2 separate regions of the Mus musculus genome follow, and region 1 is linked to region 2. Evidence: chromatin contacts called from public HiChIP or PLAC-seq data. All regions are on one chromosome and are shown on one strand. Each heading gives the region's core, a stretch centred on a gene start, on an enhancer-like site or on the middle of the called end of the contact. The rest is flanking DNA. Distances are from core to core; before and after follow the strand shown. Region 1 holds the start of 1700027J07Rik (RIKEN cDNA 1700027J07 gene). Region 2 has its middle 17 kb from the start of Gm51800.

The links. HiChIP or PLAC-seq counts read pairs in DNA pulled down with a chosen protein or histone mark.
Region 1: a RAD21 HiChIP or PLAC-seq map of pro-B cells shows a contact between it and region 2, with 3 times the contacts expected there. The contact joins the promoter of 1700027J07Rik here to the enhancer-like site in region 2. A contact is called at or near these places in 2 of 15 datasets of contacts at CTCF or cohesin (large pre-B cells and pro-B cells), 5 of 484 Hi-C or Micro-C datasets (the Ba/F3 cell line, the C10 cell line, the HPC-7 cell line and 2 more) and 3 of 115 datasets of contacts at active chromatin or transcription factors (the 230-238 cell line, the SCID.adh cell line and embryonic stem cells).

What each region holds. Positions count from the first base shown.
Region 1 is chr10:43,743,359-43,748,224 of GRCm38.p6, reverse strand. It overlaps 1700027J07Rik (RIKEN cDNA 1700027J07 gene), which reads right to left and starts at 2,067. Exons shown (of 4, transcript NR_040581.2): 1 at 1,570-2,067. RefSeq lists an enhancer at 1,547-2,087.
Region 2 is chr10:43,638,544-43,643,669 of GRCm38.p6, reverse strand. It overlaps the pseudogene Rpl26-ps1. Among named protein-coding and RNA genes, the nearest start is that of Gm51800, 17 kb to the right of the region's middle. Within about 2 kb of position 1,854, at least 79 of the 459 cell types and tissues checked have an H3K27ac peak or open chromatin away from gene starts, as enhancers often do. A contact at or near this core is called in the Ba/F3 cell line, the HPC-7 cell line and pro-B cells, where this site is marked.

The sequences.
Region 1 (4,866 bases), core at 818-3,317, 100 kb before region 2:
GGGAAGCTGTTGTTAGCAGGACTGTTTTTTGCAGCGGTAGCCAGGAAGGCAATATGGCTACAGAAGTCAGCAGCAGTAGGCTACGTGTTATATCCAGGGGTTTCATGGAAGCCAGACAAGCAGGAAAACAGGTGGTGCATACGTAATATACCAAGAATCAGGCAGTACGTGTCTCCTCCCTGGGAAATATGTTAGAGACCTACAAAGCAGAGCAATTATAGCTAGTCAAGTTCTCCAAATTGAAGAGAAAACACTAATACCAGTGGGGAACTAAAGGACCAAAATGGGGTGGGGGTGGGGGTAAGAAGAGAGAGAGAGAGAGAGAGAGAGAGAGAATGAATGAGAATTCTAGGGACAACATCAACGTCAGCAGAAAGAGTCAGGAGCAGTAAACCAACAGTGGTACAGACATCTTGAGACTGCCCCGCCCACAACATGCTTCTCACCTGAGCACTATGGGAAAGTCAGTAGTGCAGGACACCCACGCCCAGTTAAGAGATGGGAAGAGAGCGCCAGAGAGAGCACTTGCAGATGACTCCAGTTGACCTGGATGCTGTATTTAGCAGGAATGCTGGGAGGAAAGTGAGGGATCTTGGTCTGTTGGATGACTTCCACTGGAATCTGAAACTATCTGTTCAGGGAGGAGGGCATAGGGAAACCCAGAGAGTCAAGCCCTCTCCTGAAGCATAGGCCTTCTAGGGCTGAGTCTCCCTTCTGTGCCAAGCAGTGGCACTAGGAGTCTCTTACACTGAGTTTTTAGATGTCTGAACTACTTCCATTGTCTCCGAGTTCAGCGTGAAAGTTATTTATATGGTTGTCCCTGACTTCCTAGATACCTTTAGCCAGAGTCAAGAGAAGAAGTTTGGCTAATTATCTGCCTGTGCTTGTATGTAAGCTAGGGATAAGATTTTGGCCAGTCTTTACACATAACATCAGACACGTGACTCTAAATGAGTCCTACATTCAGTCAAAAATCCGGACAATTCTGGTTATGGTGTTGACATCTGCTCTTGAGACTGTTCTTCCACATCTGTAAAGAGAACCTTCCTTAAAGAATGAATAGAGGGAGCCGGCCATGATGGCATAGGCCTTCGATCCCAGCAACAAAGGTAGAGGCAGAGGGATCTCTACCAGTTTGAGGCCACCCTGGTCTAGATATCCCAGCACTCGGGAGGCAGAGGCAGGCGGATTTCTGAGTTCAAGGCCAGCCTGGTCTACAAAGTGAGTTCCAGGACAGCAACAGCTATACAGAGAAACCCTGTCTCAAAAAACCATTTAAAAAAAAAAAAAAAAAGACTCACTTCAGCACACTGTTTGAGGGATAGCCTCCCCCCCAGTGAGGGTGCCCTCGCCATGGATGGCTGTGAGAGCAGGTTGTAGTAATGAAGACTGGAGCTTGAGACAGTGTCTCATGGTATTCAGCTAGCTTTCTCTTTCTTAGTCATCAGTTGAAACACCCTCCCCAATACACCCACAGGCATGTTTCTAGGTGATTGTAAATCCAGTAAAGATGACAGTGATCCTCACCACTGATGGTAAGTATGGTGGGGAAATGGGGTCAGATCCTACCTTATGTTGGCCAGGGATGGATGATCCCAGAGGCAGAGGAGTGGAATGTTCTCTGGAGCCTGGGAAGTCTTCATTCACTCGTCCATATGGCAAACAATTCACGTAGTATGCCCACTTGCCTGGTGTGTACTTGACAATGAAGCTTGTGCTGACGTTATCTCCTCCCTTGGGAAGTTTACGGTCCAAGAGTTTTGTGACAAAGCAACAGCATTCAGAGTTGAGTATTATGGCGGGAGAAATACTGAGGAGTGGGGGCGGGGCCAGGCAGAGTATTCAAGAGTGGCTGGAAAAATTTCAAGGGCTGGAATTTATCACACAAGCCAAATAAATGCCTGAGGGCCTCTGTGTCCCGTGACCCTATTATAGAATTTATAGCTCAAGGACATCTTTGAGATCCCATGGCCGCCATCCTTACATCAGTTTGGGACCAGCTGACACCTGGTCCTCTCCTATTTTTATCCCAGAGGGCAGTGAGGTTCAAACCCACATAATACAGTTGGCAGATTTCATTCCCCAGAGACTAAATGTGGAGAGGTTCAGTGACTTGCCCAAGGGCATTTATTGAGTCAACAGTTGAAATGGGAACAGTTACCAGATGCTGGGGCCAGGTGACTCCCCCTTCCCTCAGTGTCTGCTAAGGGGAATCATCTTGTGAAGTATCAAATGGCTCTAGTCTTCTGATGAGTGTGCAAATCAAAGAGCAAATGAGAAGGGTAGGTGTCAATTTCCCTTGACGTAACCCCTTCCGACTATGCAGCAACCAACATGAGAAGAATGTGACCTAGGTTGTACTAAAACCATTTTTTTGTTTGTTTGGTTTTTGTTTTGTTTTGTTTTTCTAAATTTCTCTCAGACAACTAGTAAACAGGAGGGCTGGCTGAGTGTCAACCTAACGGAGAACAGAGGAAAAGTCAAGTGTGCACTAGCTTAGGGTTCTAGATAGTTGAAATGACTGCCAGCAACTCATGCCTTTTATATTTGAGTGTCCTGTGTCATTAGTCGTGGAGGGGTGTGGGAGACACTTGTTTTCACTGGGTTATTACTGTTAGTGACATGCAGGACGGGCTGGGGATGGAACCCTGGCTTATTATTACTGTTAGTGAAGTGCAGGATGGGCTGGGAATGGAACCCAGGGTCTCAATCCTGTTAGAGGCAAGGACTTGTGGTAACAGAGCCACAGCCCCATTCTGAGAGGTATGGCTTAAGCACAGAGCATTAATATAGTCCACTTGGGACTTTGGTAAGCTGCACATATTGGATGAGTCCTGGCTGCCTGCATTCCTGCTGATATAACAAAAGGTGAAAGTTCCTATTCAAAAGATGTTCTGTGATTCACTTCACCGGGTGGCAAAGACAACATGGCCTGTATGTTGTGAGTCTACCTAGTCCTTGCTATAGTTTGGATTTGGTGTACCTCCATGCGTTGAAGGCATGGTCCCCAGTCAATGCTATTGTGGGGAGAGGTGGGATCTAGTAGAGAAGTCCTAGATCACTGGATGTGTGCCCCAGAAGAGGCACACATCTTCTTGTGGTACCCACTCTTTTCTCTTTTGCTTCTTCTGGCCATGGTATGAGGAGTTTGCTCAAACATGCTTAAAGATAGACTTTGCCTCCGGCAACCTCACCAAAGGCTTGCCAGAAATTGGTCTTCTTGGTTATGGAGTAGAACCTTTAAAACCATGAGCTGGACAACCTTTCCTCTTTGTAAGTTGATTATCTCATGCATTTTGTTGTAGTGACAGAAAGGCGATTTAAATACCCCTCTCACCAACATCCTTAGGAGTGACAAAGGAATAGGCTGTTAAATTTCACATTGAGGATCCCTGAAAAGAATGACATTGCCTGCAGAATTGCACATCTCTCTTCTTTCAGGTGGTATTTCTAAAAAAGACTGAGGCTTCCTTGGCCCTAGAGAGTGATAATGTGGTTTTTCATTCCAGGCAGCATGGACAGTGTCGTCTGCTTCCCTGTCCTCTTCCCCATGGCCAGGCACAACCTGGACTAGGTCTCTCCAGTTATTCTTTAATAAAACAAAGCCTAGATGGTTTGTGATGGTTTCCTTTGTCACTTTGACTAGGGAGCAGAATATTCAGATAGACAGAGAAAAATCCTATTTCTGCATTTGCTACAGATGTTTCTGGAAGACCTTAACACTTACATTTGCAGACTGAATGAAGAAGAGGGGTGTCTGTAGCGTAGTTGGACATGATCTAATAATCCCTTGAAGGAACAAACAGCACAGAAGAGGTGGAGAAAGGGTGAGCTTTACCACCTGTTTGAGCTGGGGAGCCCCCCTCTCCCTGTCTTTGCACATCAGTCCTGACATGAGAGCCCTCAGGCTTACACTGGGGTTCACACCCCCTGGTCTTCCTTGTTCTTTATCGTGCAGATGGCAGACTGAAGGGCTGCTTGGCCTCCACATTGATGACGCAGTCTCTAATAAAGTTCCACGTGTGCTATGTTAGTCTGCCTCTCTGGAGAGCACAGGCTAACACAGCTCCCTTAATATCTTTCAGCTTCAAAGAGAAAGGGACCTTGGTGAAGGACAGATTATTCGTTGATCATTTAATCTACTTGTAGACTATGTGCTGAAACCTTCTCCAGCCTTGGTTTTATAAATGCACAAAGCACACTATCAGTATCACAAAACATGGAACATCGGCGCCCCTGAGCAACATGCAACTAGAAAACTGCCCGCCTTGGCGAGCTCCTTCCTCACCTAACACGTGGTTACTGGATGGACTGAGAAGAAATGTGCCAAAAGCCCAGAGCCCTTTCCCAGTGTTTCAAAAGATTTGTTAAATGAATCGGCTTTCTAGAACAAACTATTTAGGAAGAAAATTCTACTTAATGAAAGAAAGTTCCTCTTGGCCAGGTGTTGTGGTGGTATACACCTTTGATCCCAGAACTTGTAGGGTAGAGGAGAATGGCAGACTTCTGACTTTGAAGCCAAAGTGTTCTACAGCCAGGGCTATACAGAGAAACCTTTTCTCAAAAAAAAAAAAAAAAAAAAAAAAAAAAAAAAAGGAGAGAGAGAGAAAGGAATGGGACAAATTCTTTGGCTTTCTATCAGGCTGTAGGAGAACCTAGAAGTTTACAGACAATGGAATGGAATCTCTTCTCTGAGCTCTAGACTGGCACATCTAGTGTCCTCTGGACATTGCCCCTTAGCTGCATTCTCAGAACCCATGTCTCCACTGCCATGCTACCAACCTGCTTCAGCCACAGTGTCCCTTCAATTGATGCTACCATTTTTATTTTCAAGCAAACATCCACTCTAGAAACAAGAGAAGCATT
Region 2 (5,126 bases), core at 605-3,104:
TATGTCCCATCAGCTTCTCCTGTATATTTCCCATTCACACTCCCATGTCCTGATGTGGACACAAGCCCCTTCCTCGTGTCTAGCTATTTCTATACGTGTCATCCACTGCTGAAAATATACATAAATGTTTTATCCTAGTAACCTCTTTGAAGTTTTCATTTCTTTGTCAAAGTTCTCTGTGTCAAGTAAATTTTTTTTAATTTTTAATAAATTTGACATTCATTAATATTATTAAGACAGGGTCTCTTGTAACCCAAACTGGCTTTGAACTCACTTTTTGTATTAGAGGGTGACCTTGAACTCTTGATTCTCTTGCCTTTACCTCCTCATATATACAACTGGGCCCAATTCATTTGGGGCTGGGGATTGAACCCAGTCCCTGACTGTGTTAGGCAGGCACTCTACCAACTGGGTTCTACTCCCCAGCCCCAGGGGAAAATCCTAACAACAAGCTCTGTACTTTTTTCTTCTGTTATTCTGTCTTTGGTCAGCTTTGGGCATATAATTTCCCCCTGCAATATTTTATGTTGTTCAAATCTCCAGTCTTTCAATCCCCCTCCTTGCTTAGGCCTCTCTTATGTGTCTCCTAAAAGGCAATTATTTTCCAGTTACTCAGAGTGGGCCTCTGTCTGGTAGCTCATTTATACCATTTATCTACCATTAGCTTCCATTTCTATTTTGATTGTTGCCAGAGAAAGTTAAAGGTAATGTTTTAGCAAATAAATTTATCTTGCAAGGCTTGATGGCACACATCTTAAATCCCAGTATATGGAAGGCAAAACCAGACAGATCTCTGTGAGTTCAGGGCCCTGGTCTGCATAGCTAACTCCAGGCCAGCAGGACTCCACAGTGAGACTGCCTAAAAACAAAACAACAGTACATCTGCCTACACATGATGGAGACAGAACCGGTATTTAACCAATTTCTGTTTCACTTTTCTCTTACTAAGCATATAGAAACTCCATTTTCTGGTCTAGTGTGCGTGCGTGCGTGCGTGCGTGCGTGTGTGTGTGTGTGTGTGTGTGTGTGTATGTTCACAGGCCCCCTCACAACTTCCTCATGTAATCGTTTCTCCTCTCTGTGTTTGACAGCACTCTCTAGCAGATCACCAGATCCAGCAATCTGAGGATTGTCCCCAACTCTCCCTCTTCCTTTATCCAACATCATACCCAGTTACTCTAACCCCTCCCCACCAAAATTTTTCCATTTTTAACGTCTCCTTTCCATCTTCAATGTCACCCGGTTTCTGCTGATTAATCAGGTTTCCTGGGTTCCCTGTCATGTGCCCTGTTCTCTCTCTCCTGTGCAGTTTCTTATTTCACTTACTGACTAAACTGCACCATGGCCTGCAGGATTTCTCCTGGCCCTGCCTGTCTCTCTGGCCTGCTCTCAGAATTCTCCTCCTCCTCCTCCTCCTCCTCCTTCTTTTCCTCCTCCTCTTCCTTCTCCTCCTCTTCTTCCTCTTCTCCTTCCTCTTCCTTCTCCTCTTTTCTCCCCCTCTTCCTCTTTGTCCTTCCCCTTAAGTTTGTATTTAGCCCTCAAGTCCCCCAGAAGGACACCCTGAGCCTCTACTTAAAGTCCATCCCTTTTTAACTTCTGTCATGGTAATTAGTCTCTGTAGAAACCTTTGTGACACTCTTTTTTTGTTTGTTTGTTGGGTTTTTTGGTTTGGTTTGGTTGCCCACACACACACACACACACAAGACAGGGTTTCTCTGTGTAGCCATGGCTGTCCTGGAACTTACTTTGTAGACCAGGTTGGCCTCAAACTCAGAAATCCTTCTGCCGCTGCCTCCCAAGTGCAGGGATTAAAGGCATGTGCCGCCGCCGCCACCACCACCACCACCACCACCCGACTTTGTGACACTCTTATCTGTTCTGTATTCACTGGCCTGCCTTCTCCAACAGAACAGCTGTGTGCACAAGGAAAAATAATAGCAAAGACTTTCTTTGTGTTAGACCCGGCCTAGGTGTTTTATGTATGTGAGTGCAGAGTGTCCAGCGTCTCCTGGAAACACCACCTTTTGTTTCCTCATAACCACACTTCCCAGAATGTATGTAGTGCTCCACAGAGTTCGTTTGTTTGTTTTAGACAGGTGGAAATTTTTCTAGTTAAACCTCCCAAAGCCTCATATGTTTAGCAGAACAACATGGGGGAAATTTTTCCAGTTACCTCAAAAATTCAAAGACAGAACACAGCAACGTGTCAATTGAGAATGATGTCCCTGTGTCTTGGAAGGGGATGTTACTTATAAACGGCCATGTGTCTGTAAAAGAGGAAGCTGACAGAGAAGCTCTGTCCTGCGTGATGCCAGCCATAGACATTTTGATGTGCGGTGAGGCTCCACAGAGAACATGTGACCTTCTAGTGCTGCTGATACTAAGGGTGACCTCGTAGCCTCTGGATCAGATGAGTCATGGTCTGTGGTTGCGTTTGTCCCAAATGCCCTTTCCTAGTACTTTCCATGCCTGGCCCTTGCTTTTGCCTGATGCTAAACCAGAAAAGTCTATGGCGTTTCTAGGAGAGCGTTGGGTGAACCGGGGTGAGCAGGCATTACAACAGGACCACGGACAACACACCCACAACAACTGCTTCAACTCTCCAGCAATCGGCACTTCCCACGCGACAGGATCATGCTTTAAGACAGAGGTACAGGGAGGGTAAAAGGCACTTACCCTTGCAAATTGACTGTTTAGCATCAGCGAACAAAACTCACAAAAAAACAAAATGAAGGAAAATATTTAAGTAAGTCTGTGGAAGGTCACAGAAATGTGACACAAAAAGACTGGTCAGTGAGGCCTGCAGACGCCTTTCTCTTCTGTTTCGTTCCATTGCTAATACCAAGCCTCACGCATGCTCAACAGCTGAGCCACATCCTCATGGGATGAAGACAGTAAAGGGGAGAGCACACAGCTTTCTTACAAGAGATAGGACAGGTATAGAAATACAAATGACTTTTTGAAAGACATGTCACCCAGGAAAAATAGTAACACTGTGCACCCAGGTTGGTACAGACTTCTTGTCTCAGAAGATGAGGTCCTGATGGTGGGAGAGGGTGTGAAGTGGATTTCTGTGGGGCAACCCTCTGCTCTGATACAGAAGGGATTATAGGACATGAGACGCCTCCAACTCAAACAATGTTCATAGGAAGTGGTGTATGTGGCAGTGGCACACCAGGAAACCCCTCAGGAGGCCCCTCGGGAGGCCCCTCGGGAGGCCCCTTGGGAGGCCCCTCAGGAGGCTTACTGCATTTCAATGATGCTTCATCTCCATCCTCAGGGCAGTGCAGGAAGGTGGATAAAAACTCACTGATTAAATCTTGTGATGATAACTGACTTCTGCTCTTCAAAAACACCAAAGTCTTGAAATCAAAGACTGAGGAACTGGTGTAGATTGAACACAACTAAAGCGTGACCAGATTCAAAGACATATGCACCAAGTGACTCCCAACTGCATCCTTTTCTTTCTCTTCTTCCTCTTCTTCCATCTCTTCCTCTTCCTCCCCCATCTCTTCTTATTCCTCATCCTCCTCTCCCTCCTACTCCTTCTCCTTTCCTTCCCCTGCCCTTCTTGAAACCCAAATTCACTACTTGGCTGGAGTTTGCTCCAGGCTGTAATCCTCTTACCTATGTCCCTAGGTCTGGTTTGTACTAGGATTATAGGTGTGTACCACCATACCCAGATAGACCAGTGTCCTTCATTCAAAATGAGACTACTGTGGTAGCTGGTAAATCCTGACTGAGAACTAGCTGTAGATTAGAAGGTAGGAACCAGCTTGGAGACATAGGGAACGTTCCTGTGGCTCAGTTGGAATCCTTTCCCAAAGGACTATGGAAACAAACTTCGTGTTTGTGTGTGTGTGTGTGTGTGTGTGTGTGTGTGTGTGTGTGTGTGTGTGTGAACTTGTCTGTTGCTGTAATAAAACAATGACCCAAAACAACTTGAGATCATACTTCACTGAGCTATTCCAGGGTAGGAACTCAAAGCAAAACCTAAGCAGCGACCGTGGAGGAGCTCGACTTACTGGCTTTCTTAATTGTTTGTTCCCTGGTTCTGCCCTTCTCCTTCCCTATTGTTGAGACTTGACTTCTCACTCCAGGATCATTTTGTGGTCCAGCTTTAGCCTGGTGATTGCCGCCTTGCTGGGTCGGATGCCCATGTGGACAGTTGTGACATTAGCCTTTTCTCGGCTGCACTTGTTCAATGGAGATGACGTGTTTCTTCCTGGACACTCGGGATGCTTTGCCAATCTGCAGGCCTTCATGGTGTCCTTGGACAACCTGAACTTCATCATCCTTTCAGTGGGCACGGATGGAACCGTGTACTTCTGTCTCGGCTCTCTGGAAAGGGGGAAGGCAAGATCTTCGTCCAAATGTGAGAAGGTACATTAAAATGCTGTGTGCAGTTCTTGACTTGGTCACAAGTCACAAAAGGATTGAATGTAATTTTGGCACCTGCCAAATAGATATCTGTTTTAAATTTGGGGTAGACTGTCAATAGACTCTGATAAAGTTTATCTGAGGAGCTCCAGTGATTATTGCCACCAAATAATAGTTTTCTTTTCCTCTACAGAAGGTCTGCTACCCGCTGCTTACCTGAGTTTCTCTCAATAGCATCTGACAGAGACAAGTGTACAATTGAACAAATTTATAACAGTCCATTTTCCATGACAAATTGCTTAATTTGAGAAACAATTTACATTCTTGGCTTTCTGGTCTCCTGCTGACATTGAGATAAATGCTACCGGTCTTGGGGATTTATTTGAATTCAATTTCACATATTAATGTGATGCACAGAAAATTGTTAACTCCTCCAGCCTTCGTTCCATCGTTCTTCATCCCTGCCTGGGAATCTTGCTGAAGCCCATGCATTAGCGAGGGCCACTCTTCATTTTGATGCACTTGGAAAGCCCAGTGGGGTCTCGTTGGTTTTCCACCCTCAGGGTCAGACAGAACCACCCAAGTGCATGCTCTACTTAGTGGCTAGGACTTCAGGCTTTATTTTCAACATATGGGGGATTTTATCACCATGAATTGACCCAATTACTGTGTTCACTTAATTATATTGCCTAGCTTTCTTATTTGGATAAATCCTTAAGAAGACTTAGAAAACATTTCAGAGAGCC